2 separate regions of the Rattus norvegicus genome follow, and region 2 is linked to region 1. Evidence: chromatin contacts called from public Hi-C data. All regions are on one chromosome and are shown on one strand. Each heading gives the region's core, a stretch centred on a gene start, on an enhancer-like site or on the middle of the called end of the contact. The rest is flanking DNA. Distances are from core to core; before and after follow the strand shown. Region 1 holds the start of Ahdc1 (AT hook, DNA binding motif, containing 1). Region 2 holds the start of Gpr3 (G protein-coupled receptor 3).

Region 1 (6,403 bases), core at 3,092-5,591:
CATGGCTCTCCTTGCCCCTGGCTGGGCTATTTCTCGCTCCCCCTTCAGAGCAGCCCTCCCTGCCCTCTCCCTCCAAGCTCTGGCTCTTAAGTCCTCAGCTCTTGGAAGCCTGACTCACTGTTTCCCCTCTTCTCTCCCCTCCCTCCCTCACTCTCCTGGCAGCAGTGCCTCCCCCTCCCCTGAGGGGGGCTCTGGCCACAAGGGTGCCTGCCTGCTCTTCTCCAATGGGCTCCAGCCCCCCTCTGTGCCAAGGAGGCCCCCTGCAGCTGATCTACTTCTCCAGCTACAGAGAGGTAGGATACCAGAGCAGGAGTCCCAGGCTGGCCTTGCCACAGTATCTGTGGCTCTGGGCGAGTGGCTCCTCCTCACTAGATCTGCATTCCTTCTGTCAAGCACTCGGTTGGGGAGGGGGATATCTCAATGGATGATGACAGACACCTTTGGGGTGCTAAAGTCCCCCACTTTTATAACGTGGGTGTTTCCTAGCACAGGGTGCCTGCCAACCTGTGGAGTAACCCACCTAGCCCAGGCCCCGCCCACAGGTCCCAAGGACTCTGTTCAGCTCCCAGACACCCGAGGGCAGAGAGGGAAGGCTGCTCTGATGCTGGAAGTCAAGACCCCCGGAATCCTCCTCCCTCCCTCATTCTATCGCATTCTTCCCTCTTCTCTTTCCCACCTGCCCCCCCATTTCCCAGAGACATTTGCACTTTTCTTTCTATAATTCACCCGCAAGCCAATCCTAGCCCTCAGTCATGGCAGCGTGGCCCGCATCTGGATACAGGATAGAGGCAGTGGGAGGAGCCCAGGCCCTCGGAGGTTCCTAGGGTCCACCACTGAGCCCTGAAAGAGACCCTGGCATTCCTTGCCTAGTTTCTCTCTCACTCTCTTCAATAGGTTTGGCCTCTTATCTTTCCCACTCCTCAGCAGCATGTAGCTACCTGGGTCTCCTCCCCCCACCCTACTCTGTGTGTGTTGTGTATGTGTGTGTTGTGTGTGTGTGTGTGTGTGTGAGCATCTGCTGGCATTAGCAACAATGTTACCCTTGCTTCATCTAGCAGTCGCTAACTCCACCACACCTAGGCTTTGCCCCTTCTCTCTGTCCCAAGAGATCCCAGCCACCAGAGATAGAGCTTGGCTCCATCCCATAATAGTGCATCTGCTTGACCTCACCCAGCCAGACCAGAAGGGCCAGGGCATCTGGTACACAGGCACGGCACCCCTTGGTCTTGGGAGACTGGCAGAAGACAAGGAGCTCGCTCACGCTCTCCACCCCCTCTCTTCCCTCCCCCCTACCGAGAGCAGGCGAGGATACACACACACACACACACACACACACACACACACACACACACACACACACACACACACACACAGGCTCATAAGTAACCCTGGAGGTGGTACAGAAAGCAAGGAAGGAGAATGACCAAATCCAGGTTTGCTTGGAGGAAAGCCCTGTCCAATGAGGAACAGAGACACGCTTCAAGCTGACATCCCACTGGGGGCTCTACCAGTGCACCCACCAAACTGTCTTCTGTCAGGAACAGTCTGCCCCAGTTACAATCAGCTGGAGCCCCCACCCCTTAACATCTTTCAGAATCCAGGTCTAACCTTCCTTCATATTTATACCTCTATTTAACTCAGCAAGCAGGAGACCTCTCCCCGACAATAGCTAAGCACACGGCCTGGGGGGAGGGTGTTGCCCCCCCATCACCAAAGGCCCCCATCAGTTAGGCTGGGGAACAATATAAAGTAATCCTGGAAGCCTCACACACTAAAACTGAGAAACTAAACTGTTTACCCACATTACCAGGGGGCGTCAGGGGCTCCCTGACCCTGAGACCTTGTTTCAGACCCCCCCAGCCCAACAACCATAATAAACAGCGAAGTCTTTCTCTATGACAACAGATTTCTCTGAGCCCAACGGCTCCTTCCGTCACTACCTCAGCCATAGATCACATTAAAAACTCACAGAGGGCAACTTAAACACATCACATTTGTTTCTCTCTATATTATTTCAAAAGTAACGGCATTAAAAATGGATTTTAGTACAGAAAATAAATATCAGCACGTGGGCCTGCAGCCCAGGCAGAGAAGAAAGCCCACCAGGGGACTGTCCCTGGGGGAATAGGCACAACTTAGGCACTGGCCGGGAAGGTGACTGAATGGTCAAACTGCACCCTGGAGATGCCTAGGGAGGGGGCAGTGTCTGCCCCACCTGAGCACCTGCTCCGATGCCAAACCAAGTGGGAGATGAGTCACAGGTTTGGGTTGATGCCCATGGTCTCCCAAAGCTCATACCCTCTCTAGTCACTGCCACCTCTGAAGGGTGGGAGCTCTGGGGCCAGAAGTTCACCAGTCTCTGGGGATTCCTCCAGCTATTGACACAGGAGAAATGAATTCAACTTACTATCCCGTTTGATTTTCCATTACAATGAAAATAAATATACATCTGCTCAAAGGAAGACGTTTTAACAAGTGGCATGCATGTGCTACCTCAAGGGTCCCTCCACAGCTGAACACCACAGCCCAGCCTGCCTGCTCCTCCCGTGCTGGGAGGGGGGTGAACAGACTGGTAATCTTTCACTTACAGCCCTGGCTCACACAGCCACACACACCGGGCCACACTGAACAGGAACAAGTCAACAATAGAAACACCCCAAATGCCCCTGGCAGGACTCTGCCCAGGCCTGGGCTCCTGCCCCTGCCCTGCCAGCGGCAACAGCAAGAGCGGACAGAATGTGGCCACCCTGACCCGGAGGCAAAGCTTGTCCTCACACCCTGAGCTCAGCCCAGGGAGCTGGGGCCAAGTCCCGCCTGACACCAACTGGTCCAGCGGGAAACGCCTGCCCAGCCAGACAGGCACAGGCCCCCCAAGGGTCCCTCCTTGTGCTCAGGGACCAGGCTGGTGCAGCCCAGCCCTGCCTCCCAGGGTGACGCCTGGGCCCAAATTCAGCTGGCCCTGCCAGTCAAGCACTGGTGCAGAACCGAGGGCACCAGGCTCAGCCCCTCCCAGCCCAGCCCCAGGGCCCCCAAGCTGGGAGGGAGGGGAGACTCCCCACCCCTCCACATCTGGCCCTGGCCCCTAGGGTCTGCGGTAGAGAATTCCCGCCCCCGCTTCTCTCCCTCCTCCTGCTCTCTGCGATCTGTGCCCGCTGCCCGCCTCAGGGACAGCCCCAGCTCCCGCCTCCGGCCAGCAAGGCCCACATCCTTCCTCCCTCAGCTGGCCCCTTCGCCTGGCAGGAGGCTGGGGGGTCAGGCTGCTGGGGAACCCTCCCCCCCAGCTCCCATCAGTCCTCATCCCCAGCCCCCAAACTCTGGGTTGCTGTCCCTTTTCCTGTAGAACAGGAAGCAAGGTTATTTCCTAGTCTCAGAGCCAGCCCCCTGCCCCTTTGGCTCTGTCCAGGGACCCAGACCCAGCCGGGGAAGGCGCCCTCAGCCAGAAAGCAGAGATTCAACAGCTCACCCCAGCTCCCGACCTAGGGGGCTGACAGCTGTCACTCAGCACCCCACCCCCTGGGGAAGAGGGGGCCGATTCAATCAGAGCCCTAGAGGAAACGTATTGATACACGATTATTTATTTATTTATGCAAAAGTGAGCCGACTTTGTTCGCCAGGTAACCGGGCACGCGGCCCAACCCCTCCGGCCAGGCCGCCCCCAAATCCCTCCTCCGCCCCACACCCCCTCCGGGTCATTAGGTCCCCGCCCCTCAACTCCCAGAGCGCCAACGGAACCTTGGGATTTGGGGGCTGGAGGGGAGGGGCTCCTCCCTCCGCAGTCTCCCCTTTTCCCAGCGCCTATCCTAAAATCCAGCCTTGTTCTCCGCTCCCACGGTCCCCCTACATCCCACCCCCCCCCCACATTCTCAGCAAGCTGGAGAGCAAATTGCAGTTTTAAATCCAAAGGCGGAGGGAGGGGGAAGGAGGAGGGGGTGCGCGGCAGCGCTGGGCGCGCACCTCGCCCCCGAGCCGGGGGAGCCGCGGGGCGGCCAGGAAACCCGAGAACCCCCCCTCCCCGCCCCCCCTCCCCGTCCACCTCCCCCTCCCCCTTCCCGGCGCTGCCTGCCAGGCTTCGAGCCGAGCCCAGCCGAGCCGCGGGCCCCGGTGGAAACAAAGACCGATCGCACCGCGGGCACCGCAGCCACGGGGTCCGGCGGACCGGACTGGGGGCGCTGGGCCCCCCCCACAGTGCGCTGCACAAAAGAGCCTGGCCGGCCGGTCCCCAACGGCGTCTAGAGCTGGGGAGGAGACGCTACTTACCGGAGTGCTGGGCTGCCGGCTCCGTGGGTCCGAGCCAAGCGAGGGGTTTCGGGGGGCGTCTATCTTCCGCCGGCGACAGCAACACGGGCGCCCGGCTGCTGGGAAGAGGAGTCGTAGAGGAGCCCTGAGCCGCCTGCCGTCGCTGACAGCATGGCTTGCGCCTCGGCTCACATTCTCCGCCGCTAACTCCGCTGGACACGGCCCCCCGCTCCCGCGGCGCCCCCCCCACCACGATTACTCCTTCGCTATCTGCGCCCCACTCGCTTCCCCAGCCGCTCACACACTCTCACAGCCCTGGACACCCCCGCCCCAACCCCCCAATTGCAAACCTGGGAGGGAAGGCGCCCCGCGTAGTCCTCCTGCTCCTCCTCCGCCGCCCTTCTCCCTCCCGCTCTGTCTGTCTGTCTGTTTGTCTGCCTGTCTCTATTTCTCGCTCTCTCTGCCTTTCTCTGCTCTCCGAGCTGGGTGGGAAAAGGAAATGAGGACAGAAAGCAGACGCTGGCTTTGGGTGGTGGTAGCTGGATTCCCTCTCTCCCTCCCTCCTCCCTCCTCCCCTCCCTCCTCCTGCCTTCTGCTCTCTCCGCTGCGAGCGAGGCTGAGCGCAGCCTGGCGGGTGGCTCGCTCTGCCCGCCCGCCCGCCTGTCTGTCTGTCTGGTCTGCCTCGCTCGCTCCCTCCCTCCGTCTCTCGCCCTCGCCCTGCCTGCCTGCTTGCCTCTCTCCGTCTCCGCCGCCGCCGCCGCTGCCTCTGCGAGCTCGCCTTACCTTCGCTGCTCACCATCCGGAACCCCAGGGGGGGAGCGTGCGCAAAGCACGCCGGAACTTGTAGTCACCGCTCCGCCGCTCCGCGCACTGTGCGGGCGGGGCCGCTCCGGGCTGCTCCGACGGCGCGGCCCGGAGCGGACCCTGTCCGGGAGTATCCCCGGCCCGGATGAGTCCCGTTTTATCTAGGACTGCTGATCCTCCTCAAGGGTTAGGAACATTCCCGGCGTTCCGAGGCCCCTACTCGGGGCTCTGGCTGCGCCAAGGTTGCGGGTGGTAGCGCAGGGGCGGGGTCTAAGAATGAAATGAGTGGAATCGGGCATCAGAGGATGAGCCAAAAGAGCTGCGACTTTCTGGGGTGTCCCAAACACGTTGAGAGGGCCCATGGAGAGACGGGAGGACCAACGCTCACAATTTGGGGACGTTTTTCTTTTAGGAAGAGGCTTCTGGCGAGAAAGCCACTCTGGAAACGCCAGTCTCCTCCGCATTTAGTGGCCCTTCGCCCCAAACTCAACCCTGGATTTAGTTCTTCCAGCGCCTACTTTTTATTGTCGTCCACTGGAGGCGAGGGCGCAAAAATCCTGGACAATTTATAGATACCATGCCTTCTCCCGAATTCGAACAATTATTTGTGAGCGGAATTCAACAGTTCTCCAGCTCCTGCTGCGGCGTGGGGGCTGGGCGCACTTTCACCTACCTCCTCTTCAGGTCACATCTGTTCTCCAGCCCCTGGCTCTGGGCCCCCTGCCTTGCCTATCCCACAGATGGGAATGTGCGCCTCTGAGGAAGGCTTTGTTACCCCAGGGAGGTGGCTGGACAGCTCTGAAAGAAGTGCCGCGGCTGCCATTTACTGAGCACCCGGGCACCACGGGGCCCTTGAGCCTCGCGACAACACGCCTTCAAGACCTTATATCTATTTTAGATATAAGAGTTCTGAAGCTCAGGTGTCCCGATTAGAACGTGGTGGATCCAGCATCTGGCTAATTCCAAAGCTCACTTACTTAAACCTGGGGCGATAACAGCGATGATCCCCTATCTCTCTCACCACCACCCTCACACACACCCCCGCCCCTTTACTGTTGACTTTCTTCCCCGTGTCTGTGTGTCCTCCCTTGGCACTAAGGTAGACAAGTGTTAGCTGAGGTTTACAGGATAAACAGATGAATAGCATGGTCACTGCCCTGCTACTTGGTTACTTACTGACTGGATCTGAGCTGATCCCAACTTCTTGGCTGTATCTGACATTCCTTTGGCCAGTGTCTGCTGGCTTAGTCCATCTTGCCTCATGTCCGGGGCTTCTCTAGCAATGTCTTTATTCCCTGGTCCACCTGCTTCCGATGCCTTCTTTGGTCTTGCAGGGTAATGATGGCTGGTCAACATGTGTTAA
Region 2 (6,403 bases), core at 1,678-4,177, 190 kb before region 1:
ACTGATGTCCTATGATGCTCTTGCCTTCTCTCTTGGACACATCCCTATCAGGCCTGTCACTTTTTCTGTGTTTCTCTTTCTCTCTCTGGGTTTGTTTAATGTTTAGATATTTATTATTTTATCATTATATGAGTATTTTGGGGTTTTTTTTTTTTGTTTGTTTTTTAAGACAGGGTTTCTCTGTGTAGCCCTGGCTGGCCTGAAACTCACTCTGTAGATCAGGTTGGCCTCAAACTCAAGAGATCTATTTTTTTGTTTGTTTGCTTGTTTAAGATTATATATATATATATATAATGGTTGTGAGCCACCATGTGGTTGCTGGGATTTGAACTCAGCACCTCTGGAAGAGCAGTCAGTGCTCTTAACCACTAAACTATCTCTCCAGCCCAAGAGATCTGTTTGCACCACCACTGCCTGACAAATGTTTTGTTTTATTGTTTTCTAATTCGAGTGAGGTAGCACGTGGGTTCTGGGACTCACCCTTGGGTCCTCTGGAAGAGCAACACATGCTTTTAATTATTGAGCTATCTCTCTGGTCTCACATTCGAGTGTTTCTGTCTTGAGACAGGGCTTCTCTGTGTAGCCCTGGCTGTCCTGGAACTCACTCTGTAGACAAGACTGGCCTCAAACTCACAAGATCTGCCTGTTTCTGCCTCCTGAGTGCTGGGATTAAAGGCACGTACCTCTGCCCGCTCGGTTTTTCTTTTTTTTTTTTTTTTTTTTTTTTCTTTTTTTTTGTTTTGGTTCTTTTTTTCGGAGCTGGGGACCAAACCCAGGGCCTTGCGCTTCCTAGGCAAGCGCTCTACCACTGAGCTAAATCCCCAACCCTCGGTTTTTCTATTTGACCGATCTTGTTACCTTCCATCAGTCAACAGATAATGGTAATTGAATACCAATTACGTATCAGGCACTGTCCCTAGCACAAACCAAACCGAGTCATTATTGTCACATGGGACAGTGACAGGCTTAGTGGGACAGGCTCGGACTCCAAGCAAACAGGAAAAAGAAACCTGGGTGAGCATTTTGTTGTAGGAGTTCTGCACACTGTAGAACATAACCAGGAGAGGAGGGAAGGAGAGGGAGATTAGTTGGTCATCTGTGACAGAGGTCAGGAAGCCCATTTAGGGAAGAAATGGCTAAAAGGAGCATTCTGAAGGAGCCAAGGAGGAGTCCATACACAGATCCTGCAGCAGGAGAGCCTCCTCTAGCCTGGTCCCTCAAAGGCATAGCTTCTTGTGACCATTCTTCATTTTCTTAGTGCCCTCCTGCGTTGTCCTCTACTGACCAGATGTACCATTGACAGCCAATATACAACCCATGCTGATAATGGGCCACATCTCCCCAACGGTTCCCAGCAGGTGAGACATGAAAAAAATAGGCTCGGAGGGCCTGACAGGGCCTCAAAGTCACAGGAAATGGAAGAATTAGGGTTGGAAGCTAGTCTCCTGACCTCTACCATATGAACTCACCATATCCGACCCAAAATGTGCCATTCCCGGGGGTTGGGGATTTGGCTCAGTGGTAGAGCGCTTGCCTAGCAAGCGCAAGGCCCTGGGTTCGGTCCCCAGCTCCAAAAAAAGAACCAAAAAAAAAAAAAAAAGTGCCATTCTCTCCAGCCAGGTTCTGTCATATCTGTGAGGGTATGATGTATTCCCTGTCTCTTGGCCTTCTTTCCTCAGCCTCAGATGGACGCCTGACCCTTAACTCCCATCACCCTCTGAAAATCTCGAACATTCCAGAGAAGATCAAAGGGAGGCAGGACAGGGTTGGTCACTAGGGTTAGATCTGATGGGGCATTTCCCTAAGGATAAAGCTGGCAGAGCTGAGAAAGAGGAAGTTTTCTTCCAGTTCCACCTCCCTTGGGTACCTAAAACTGGGTGCTCATAGAGGCACGGAGCTGCCGAGTCCTGCTTCCAAGTTCTTCCCGGCTCCCTATCTCCTGCTTCGGGGAAGTGACCCCCCCACCAACCCCCGCTTTTCAGATCCTTGAATAAATAATTCAGGTTTTGAAATCTTGCCAGGCGCACCCTCCCGTGCAGCGAGGACGCTATTGGGCCCACATAAGTGACGTCACCCAGCTCCTTATTTCAACCCCAACATCACAGGACTGGTCCTGACAGCAACTTACCTGCTGGGTCGCCCGTCCAGTCAGACTTCCTACCCTGTTCCCTCACTCTGGGGCCCACTCACCAAGTCATTTGATCTTTACTTCAGGACCCCACAGCCCTCATTTAGCTTTGTCACCTCAGTCTTTTAACACTTGACAGGGTCACAGTGACCTCAAGTTCCTTCACCTGAATACTCATCTCCAAAGCCTTGTCACCACTTCTGCCACCCTAGGGTCCCCGAGCTCCATCATGGTGCAGTCATCCTGACAATGCTGTGGCTGCCCTGAGAAGGCCTACACCTCTCTATCGTCAACGTCCCACAGTCGCCATCCTCCAAGATCCTGTCACCACGCTCATATCGTCACAGCCACCCACCTCCCTGCTCCCTCGTGCTCCTGTCACCGTCACCCCAGGGCCCTATCAGAGGCAAAGCCTGTCATCCTCACCGGGGACGCCCATTTCGCTCCATCACCTGTCTTGTGTCAGCTCGTTTCTGCTACCGAAGGTACTCATCACCCCCGCAGACTATCCCAATCCCTTGACCTCTTCCCGCATCTTCTGTGGCCTCTTTTAAGGCTCTCCCACTAGCGTCCCCAAAACCCCCGACCCGCAGAGGGCGCCGCGTCAAGGACAGAGAGAGCCGGCTCCGGAGGGGGCGGGGCCGCGGCCACGGTCACTTTTTATGAATGGGGGAGCGGGCGGCGCGAGGCCTCATTACTATGCCGCGCAGCACGCGCTGCGCTCCAGCGCGCAGCGTCCATTGGTCTGCTGGGCTTCAGACGTCACCAAACCGGTGGCCGGGGGCGGGGCGGGGCGGGGTGACTCACGCCGCGTCTCCCGCGGCCGCGGGGGCTTCTCGGGGTCCGCACACACCTTCCTCTGCCAGAACCTGAGTGGAGGCTCCCCGCGGCCCGGCCGCACCCGGTCCTGAGCCACGGGTGAGTAGTGGGCCCTGCTGCGGGTACCCGGAGTCTGGGAGGACACAGCGTGCAGGGACGCCGGGCCGGCGGAAGGCTGCTTGCGGGTGCTCAGGGTCGGGGGTCGTACCTGGGACTCTGGAGAAGCAGATTCTACATTAGCAGGCAGCTCCCCAAGTGTTCGGGTGCTTGAGTAGTATGATGGGGTGACCCGGCAAAGGGTAAGCATTCCTGCGGGACTTGAGGCCCTGGAGGGACGGGCGGTCATCTGAGGTTGAGAGAGCAGGAGGTGTCTGGGGCGAGCATCTGGGTGTCCGAGTAGCGGGAGGTGTCTTATTTAGGGCTTCAGCTATCCAAGGCAGGAGGCGGAGTCAGGCCCAAGATCTAGGTGTCCGGACAGAAGGAGGGGTCTGACTTAGGAATCATGCTTCCACCAGGGGGTGTCTGCCACGCAGACCCAGTGGTTAGGAAGAAGGGGGGGGTGCCGGGAGGGGGGACGTCTGTCCAGAGTCAGAAGTCTGGTAGAGAGTGTACGGGAAATGAGTTCCCAGGAGTTACCCTAGGAATGTCGAGTGGGGGCTGGCAAGGAGCTGCACCGGGTTTGCCTGGGGGCGGAGCCTGAGGCTGCGAATCGTGAGGGGTCTGGGAGCTTCAGGAACCAAGTCATCATCTCTGATGGGAGGGAGCTGACTGCTCTTTTTCTTGACATGTTTCCCTCCCCTATCACGCTGGTTGGCGTGAGCCTTTTGAGGGAACACCTTGAATCCCATGCTCCCCCCTTCACTTATGGTAAGCTTTGATTCACTTTTTTTTTTTTTTTTTTTTTTGGTTCTTTTTTTCGGAGCTGGGGACCGAACCCACGGCCTTGCGCTTCCTAGGTAAGCGCTCTACCACTGAGCTAAATCCCCAGCCCCAGGGATTTTTTTTTTTTTCTTTTCTCCAAGGGCCTCCTGTCAGATTGCAGGCCTGCCAGGATCTCACAAGGCCTTTCTTCTACAGGTACCATGATGTGGGGTGCAGGAAGATCCATGGCCTGGTTCTCAGCCGGCTCAGGCAGTGTGAATGTGAGCATAGACCCAGCAGAGGAACCTACAGGCCCAGCTACACTGCTGCCCTCTCCCAGGGCCTGGGATGTGGTGCTGTGCATCTCAGGCACCCTGGTGTCCTGCGAGAATGCTCTGGTGGTGGCCATCATTGTGGGCACGCCTGCCTTCCGCGCCCCCATGTTCCTGCTGGTGGGCAGCTTGGCCGTAGCAGACCTGCTGGCAGGCCTGGGCCTGGTCCTGCACTTCGCTGCTGACTTCTGTATTGGCTCACCAGAGATGAGCTTGGTGCTGGTTGGCGTGCTAGCAACGGCCTTTACTGCCAGCATCGGCAGCCTGCTGGCCATCACCGTTGACCGCTACCTTTCCCTGTACAACGCCCTCACCTACTACTCAGAGACAACAGTAACTCGAACCTACGTGATGCTGGCCTTGGTGTGGGTGGGTGCCCTGGGCCTGGGGCTGGTTCCCGTGCTGGCCTGGAACTGCCGGGATGGCCTGACCACGTGCGGCGTAGTCTATCCACTCTCCAAGAACCATCTGGTGGTTCTGGCCATCGTCTTCTTCATGGTGTTTGGCATCATGCTACAGCTCTATGCCCAGATCTGCCGCATTGTTTGCCGCCACGCCCAGCAGATCGCCCTCCAACGACACCTGCTGCCTGCCTCCCACTACGTGGCCACCCGCAAGGGCATCGCCACATTGGCCGTGGTGCTTGGCGCCTTTGCCGCCTGTTGGTTGCCCTTCACTGTCTACTGCCTCCTGGGAGACGCCAACTCTCCTCCTCTCTACACCTACCTTACCCTGCTCCCTGCCACTTACAACTCCATGATCAACCCGGTCATTTACGCCTTCCGCAACCAAGACGTGCAGAAGGTGCTGTGGGCCATCTGCTGCTGCTGTTCTACTTCCAAGATCCCATTCCGGTCCCGGTCCCCTAGTGATGTCTAGTTTGATCCTGGTGGATCTGTGGTTTTGACTACCGTAGAACTTCAGAAGGTTAGGTCCGCCAGGGCTTAGTTCCAACCACCCCTCCCCCACCCAGTCCCACGCCCTTAAGACCCAGCTGGTTCTGGAGTTCTAGGACATTGGGTGTTTTGGGATCTTGTTCAAGATTCCTGCAGGGGCCGAGCCCAGCTGACTGCATGGCTCTAGAATGTTCCAGATGGTCAGGGTCCCACTCAGAAATGTCTCACAGCCCAAAGTGGTTTGCAATTCCAGAATGCTGGGAATTTTACAGTACCATTCCAAGTCCTTGATCTTCCTTCCCAGAAACTTGACCTTGATCATTGTTGCTTTTGACTTTCGAAGCTCCGGAGTCGGAGGTTAATCACTTAGTTGCCTAGATGAGAGAGAAAGATTTATCTATATATATGGACATACAAAGAAGGTATATTTATTGTTTATTTATTTATTTATTTATAAATTATGGGTGGTAAGGGAAAAAGAAAGAGACCCTCACCTAGAAATCTAGTTCATACCAGGGTATCCCCAGCCTCCACGACCCCGTTTCTGACCTCAGTTCCTGGAGTGGGGGATGGAAAAAGAGAAAACACGTATTTTGTTATTTTTGCTTATTTTTTATCAGAGAAATCATAGAAACCAGAGCCTCCTCCCCAGGCCCGCACTGCTCGGGTTTGCAAGGGGAACACACCAGCCTCTGGTTTTTTATTTTTTTAAGAAGCCATCACCTGAGCAACCGAGAATTCCTCTGCGCTGAGGCCCGGCTTCCCTCTGGTGGCCATTTGGGGGAATTGCAACTCGGCGAGGCAGTCGGGATTGTAAAACGCACCCCCCCATCTCCACTCCAGCCTGGCTTTCAGCGCCACAGCCATGGCCTGGGGGCCAGGCCTTACCCTGAGGTGCCCGAGAGGAGGCGGGGCAGAGCCAGTATCCCCCCAGCCCTCTGCCAATTGGGGTATGGCCCCCAGTGCATTCCTGTTCAGTCCCCAACCCTACTCAATAAAAATGGTTTTTTTTTGGTAAATACTTGTGTTTGTGCATATGAATAGTGTGGATGGAGTTGAGCCATGATAGCGGGGACCCGCTAAGGAATCTGGGAAGTCAGTATCCCTTGAACCAAACCCTGGACATCAATTTACAAGAACCTCCCTACCAAGGGACAAGAACCCAGGATACTCCTAGTTTGAAGGTACCCCACAGCCTGTCCATAGTAACCAATTCGGGGCTCAGGCATGCAGAACCTGTTTGTACCATGCAAGTTCCCTTCACAGTAATAGGTTCCTCCCAACAGTGTTTCCTCTGGGCAACATTGTGCTAAGGATGCTGCATGTGCCCTGCCCAGCATGACTGGCACAGACTATATTGTCTCCAC

The links. A called contact is a pair of places that touch in the nucleus more often than the background predicts.
Region 2: a Hi-C map of the A7r5 cell line shows a contact between it and region 1, with 7 times the contacts expected there. The contact joins the promoter of Gpr3 here to the promoter of Ahdc1 in region 1. A contact is called at or near these places in 9 of 12 Hi-C or Micro-C datasets (the A7r5 cell line, Schwann cells, frontal cortex and 4 more) and 1 of 1 datasets of contacts at active chromatin or transcription factors (oligodendrocytes).

Annotation. Positions count from the first base shown.
Region 1 is chr5:150,510,816-150,517,218 of GRCr8, reverse strand. Ahdc1 (AT hook, DNA binding motif, containing 1) reads right to left here and starts at 4,341. Exons shown (of 6, transcript NM_001134956.1): 1 at 4,258-4,341.
Region 2 is chr5:150,695,050-150,701,452 of GRCr8, reverse strand. It overlaps Gpr3 (G protein-coupled receptor 3), which reads left to right and starts at 2,927. Exons shown (of 2, transcript NM_153727.2): 1 at 2,927-3,046; 2 at 4,025-6,047. The coding sequence starts at 4,030. The coding sequence ends at 5,019. It also overlaps a transcript of Cd164l2 not described here.